Regions from separate parts of the Zea mays genome. Here region 1 is linked to region 2. The links are chromatin contacts, called in public Hi-C maps. All regions are on one chromosome and are shown on one strand. Each heading gives the region's core, a stretch centred on a gene start, on an enhancer-like site or on the middle of the called end of the contact. The rest is flanking DNA. Distances are from core to core; before and after follow the strand shown. Region 1 overlaps LOC100501309. Region 2 holds the start of LOC100382704.

Region 1 (2,849 bases), core at 9-2,508, 210 kb after region 2:
GTTTATCTGGACACAAGTCACAATGACTTCGTTGTTGCAATCCTTTACCAGAAGAGGCGTGACTGCATGAGATTATGTACGATTTCTTAAATTTATCGAACTGAAGTTTCACAAAAATTCTGTATAGTTTCTTGGTCTTTATGTTAACAGTTTTTGTCGGCATAATTTGGTTCTTTTAATGATTACTGGTATTATTCAAAATAATTTTATGTCAGCATAACTTGGTTCCTTTATATGATTGACGCTAATGAGTTCTGTTGGTGGAAAATCTGATCATTGTCCCCCCTTATATTTGCAGGCTTTACATCTTCGAGGCACTTCTGCTATTATTATATAAAGTTCTAAACTTAGAAGCCTTGATCAACTTGGTGCTAGATTGTAACCATAGCCTGGAACTGTGAGCTGTGATTGATGTCTGTATTTTGATTCTTGGTTAATACTGGTTATGATGAGGACATGTAAAAGTCGGTACTAGTTTGCTGGGAGGAAAAGTGCAAAGCAAGTATTGGACTGGGACAAACTAACTGCAAGCACTAACTCTGCTTTGTTATTTGTTTTCATCTATTTAAATCATGTGCAAACTGCATAAGCAATAGCACTTCTATTGGCTAGATTGGCACCCATGCAAAACTGAAGGTTTCAATTAATCATATAGTGCTTGACAGGTTGGAAAACTTGATTTCCATTTAATTACGAGGGCCGAAAAACATCCAATTTGCTTTGCACGGCATATGAGTTATTTGAAGCATGAACTTGTTGAATTGTATTATACAAGTTGCTTTGCAACACGCAGCTGCTACAGGGGGGCCCATAGGCTGAAAAACATCCAGTATTCTCTATTTTGGTGGTTGGAGCTAACCGAACAAAAAAACAGAGACTGGAAACTGTTGAATAAGGAATTAAACTATCCAGGGAAAGAGTGCCAGTGGTGATCCATTGAATCATCTTGTAGATTAAGGGCCTGGTTCGTGGATAATTGTGTCACATTTTAACTAAGGCTAATCGTTCGAATTAAAGAACTAACCTTAGACAAAAAAAGTTAGACAAAATATGAAAAGTTAGGCAGCAAACCAAACATGCCTTAATTCCACCTATGAATTAAATCCATGCTAACCGAACAGGCACTGCAAGGGTGAATGCCATCGCTAACCAGTGATGGTGGCAAGATCAGCAGCAACGACGCATCAAGATGTGCTGTGGATTAGGGGACGGCGACGGATGGCATTGCAGTGGGCGGCACAGGCAGCAACGACAGGTGGCGGTAGAGGTTTCAACAAAGAATGGGGTAGCTCACCAAGCGCTAATTAAGGTCCAGACAGTACAGTACTGTCTCCGTGTTTGTCTTTTTTATTAATATTGGCTCGTCTTATTTAAAAAGTTAAAAAAATAAAACCATACTTTAAATATATTATATGCTAAACTATATCACGATAAAAATTAATAATTATTATAAAAAAATAAGACGAGTCAGTCAAGTCAAACAAATTGTAAATTGAAACTTAAGGAGTATAAGATACACGCTCTATATTCACAAAGGTTAGAATGCACAACAGACGGATACCCATAAATAAAGATTTCGTAGAATACATTCAGTTGAAGTGGACGTTTCTCTTCCAATGCATTTTCGTAAATGCAGAACAGCTGAAACTACATATTGTTATGGATAATATATGGGCAACACCGAAAAGTGCAACCATGTACTTCGATTACATTACACATGGCAGGCCATCTCAAATCATTTAACCAAACCACCCCTCCGATTCCCAGCTCCAACGGTTGAAAATAGGGTAGGTTCAACAAGATAAATGGCCGAAATATGTGTAACAACTAACATTTCAATGGTACACGACAATTGATTCAACTTATGTCCCCAAATTGGATTGCCGATCCTATATTGGGTACCTATACAATTAGATTCGTCTTCCACTCAAATAATGAGAAGAATTATCAGGATTCAAGAATGAAACTCAACCATTTTTTAGAATTTGCCTTTAGGCACTGGCAAGCATATCACACAAGCATGTCATATCCCAACCAATATGATGTACCTGCCAAAAAAAAGTATATTGACATTAATGGCACAACTACAGAAGGAAAAAACAGCTAAAAATCTCATCATAAACACTTCAATAAACAAACAAAAACTAGGCTTACAATATACACCAATCTGTATAGTTTTCACTAAAGAAACGAAGTCCAAAAGGTAGAAATAATGGATTACCACTCTTTTTTCACCAATTGCCATGGTCAAACGCTAAGTTTGTATTTATCATCGTGTTCATTTCTTTAGAGCCCACATCCCGATTCATACGTATACCCTGAGTTCAAATGAAAATTGTGGAGAATTAAGGAACACCTCACGCCCATGAATGTCTTTCATATATATATCCGTATAAGCTTGCTGCACAAAGAAGTTACAGAAACAAATCTTTTTTTTCTCGAACGCGTAGGAGAACTGTCCATCATTATATTAAGAATGAATAAAAGTCAGTCCAAAGAAGACCAGTACAGAGAACAAAACAGCCCCTTCATGATGGCCAAATACGAGAGTACAAGAAAGCATCTCTATCCATTGAACTAGATTAAGAACCCTCTACAGCAGACCTGGAATAGGCACCATGAGGGAAAAAATCCTGTCCCCCGCCATCTCCCACATGACACCTTCCTCAGCTTTTCTGATGGCTGTCTCCATGTTGGGGTTTGTCTAATCGAAAACACAATTGTTTCTTCTGTGGTTCCAAATGGTCCAAGCTCCTAGGATGATTAACGAATTAAGGCCTTGCCTTGCGATGCCCTGCACTTGCTCAGACACTTTTCCACCAGTCCATGAAGACATAATCACCTGGCTG
Region 2 (2,838 bases), core at 276-2,775:
TAGAGTATCAAAAGCACAACTATAAGGATAATACAGTTTCCGCCTACAACAAAATGTGCATCCAGAAAAGCCAAGGCAATAAAATTACTCCCTCAGTTCCTCAGTTCCAAATTATGAGACACTTTAGCTTTTCTAGAAACATAGTTAGTATATATCTAGATTCTTAGCAATAGCAATTTACCTGGAAAGGAAGAACGTCTTAAAATTTGGAATGGAGTGAATTCCTCAAAAAAAAAACTAACAAGGTGCAGAGGAAAATTTTAAAAACACCACTAATCAGAATGTAAACCTAGCTCAAATAGAAACAAGTACTTGACATAACACTTAACACTATCCTCAGTGGCCAGATATATGCGAGAGTGACTTCCTCGTGTCATATATCTCAGAAGTCAGAACTATAATTTCGGAAACAGAAACAATGGAAGCAGGAGCCGAATGTTACACTGATTTCCAAACACAGACGAAGCGAACCATTCAATCATTGCAATTGGAGGTCATGATCAACGCAGAAACAGAAACAGAATCCCAGAGTGACAGGGTAGAGAAATTATAGAGCAAAAACGAGCACCCGTACTAAACGACCTCTAATTCCAACCCCGCACAGTCAGGCGAAAAAATGACAGCAGTGTTTCATCCGCCAAAGAACTGGAACCCAAAATCCTTTGCAAGCAAAAAAAATCTAATTGAACCAACCAAGTGATTTCCAGAAATTGAAAACACACCCGCACAGGTAGAACACGAAGCTATTGCCGCGTCCATGCTAATAAGCATGCGGCAAACGAACTGAAGAAATCTAAAAAGATCTCCATGATTACAACCACCGGAATGCAGAAACGAAGTGATTTAGTTCGTCGATTGGAACGAAAGGAGATACGAAACCACTGGTCGCAAGAGCAAACTCAAAACTCGCAATCAGAACTCGAAGGGCTAATGCCACGCCGCTAATCGAATCGAATGAGACACATACGAAAACACACAAACAAATCGATGCGGCGCACGCATGGAAACGCACCCCACCCCCCCCCCCCCCCCCCCCCCCGGCACCCCCGATAAATTATTACTGCATCAGCCAGTAAATGGAATTCACCACGAACAGGGCTCTGCGCGCCTCGAAGACCACCCAGGCCCCAGCTACCAGTCAAATACCCCGAATCTACGAACATTCCGCCAACACGACAAACCCACATTGCATAGAATCAAACAGAAAGACACAAACCCCGCACCCCACAAAACCCCACAAGCAAAAGGTTTCCCCGCACTAGATTCGGTCATTGCGAGCCACAAGGAAGATACGAGCGGATTCCAACTCACGTTCAGGCATTCAGAAGAAGACGACGACGCCTCCTCCCCTCGGCCTCTCTCTCTCTTCCTTGTCAATCTGCGTCTGTAGAGAGTGGAGGGAAGAGCAAGAAGGAACCAGGCGGCGGACTGGGACTGGGACTGGGACGAGTGGGGTCGGCTAGGCGGGAGTAGGGACGGCAACGGTCTAAACCCTATGTTTAGGCCATCTCCGGTCCAGCAGTTCGTGTAAGTGGTGTTCTAAGTGGTCTTACAGAATATTATTTATACTAGAGATTGTATTATTTGTATAATAGAGTTCAAAATAGTAAGAGCAACTCAAAAAACATGTAAATTAACCCAAAATAGATATTAGTTAACAATAGTGGTTTTTTTACAGAATATTATTTATACTAGAGATTGTATTATTTGTATAATAGAGTTCAAAATAGTAAGAGCAACTCAAAAAACATGTAAATTAACCCAAAATATATATTAGTTAAGAATAGTGGTTTTTTTACCTTAACAGCTCCCTCATTCTTTCCCAAAAGTTTTGTGTCCCGCATTCACAGCCTCATATCCCTCATATTTTTATGTGTTCCATCCTGCTCAATCCATTCCTCAACGTATCGAATCATCTATAACCTCCCGACGACTGTAGAGATCGCGCCACATGTCACATTTAGAGAAATTGTTGGAGTACCCATCATGATTCAATCTTAAAACTTTTTAGCCTACTCTTAATAATCAGTTTTGGGGGTAAAATTTTTAACATCATTTTGGAGTTGCTCTAAGTACTGATAAATATAGACTTAACAGTTTAGGCCATCTACAACTAATTATATTTTTCTCTCTATTTGTACTTTTTATTATATTTCACTATTGTCGGAGAGCAAATCCCCGGCCGGGTGGCAGAGTGCATCCGCCCTAAATCCTAAGATGAGGAGGGGCCTAGGCGTTTTGCTTGTTAGTTGGAAAAGCGGGAAGAACACAAGAACACACGAGGGTTTAGAGTGGTTCGGGCCGCCGGAGCGTAACACCCTACTCCACTGTGTGATGTATTGCTTGTGAGCTTGAATGAGCTTGTGAGCCTAAGATTGGGTCTGCCTTGTAATATCGCATGACTCCCCTTTTATAGTTGAAGGGGGACATGTACAAAGGTACTGGACCCCGACATGTGGGCCTAGGGACATAAAGAATATAGCGCTTGGAGCTACAAATGCTTGCTGCTGGGGCCAACTTCTCGTGCCCCAACGCCCGAGATCTCTGTATCCTCAGCGTACAGGGGAAGCTTCTTGTAGAAGGGATGGTGAGCACAGCGCGCCGCTCGGCACGGGCGCACTGTGTCGGCGTTTCGGGTCTAACCGCGCACCCAGGGTTACCCCCAAGGTGCTTTTTAGGAGTAGGACGGTGTTATCGACTGTAGCTCGATGGTTCGTGTCGGGCGCACGAGAAATAGTAGACAACGATGTACAGGTTCGGGCCGCTTTGAGATGTGTAACACCCTACGTCCTGGTTGGAATGCTTTATGCGATGGGTTACAAGGGAGCTCTCTAGTGC

What was found. A called contact is a pair of places that touch in the nucleus more often than the background predicts.
Region 1: a Hi-C map of ear shows a contact between it and region 2, with 1.8 times the contacts expected there. The contact joins the enhancer-like site here to the promoter of LOC100382704 in region 2. A contact is called at or near these places in 8 of 25 Hi-C or Micro-C datasets (bundle sheath, ear, leaf and 3 more).

The regions. Positions count from the first base shown.
Region 1 is chr7:76,199,968-76,202,816 of Zm-B73-REFERENCE-NAM-5.0, forward strand. LOC100501309 reads right to left here. Exons shown (of 25, transcript NM_001196061.2): 25 at 1,742-2,048. Among protein-coding and RNA genes, the nearest start is that of LOC100501309, 46 kb to the right of the region's middle. Within about 2 kb of position 1,259, at least 8 of the 20 cell types and tissues checked have an H3K27ac peak or open chromatin away from gene starts, as enhancers often do. A contact at or near this core is called in ear, where this site is marked.
Region 2 is chr7:75,990,088-75,992,925 of Zm-B73-REFERENCE-NAM-5.0, forward strand. LOC100382704 reads right to left here and starts at 1,526. Exons shown (of 23, transcript NM_001361678.1): 1 at 1,312-1,526. The coding sequence starts at 1,321.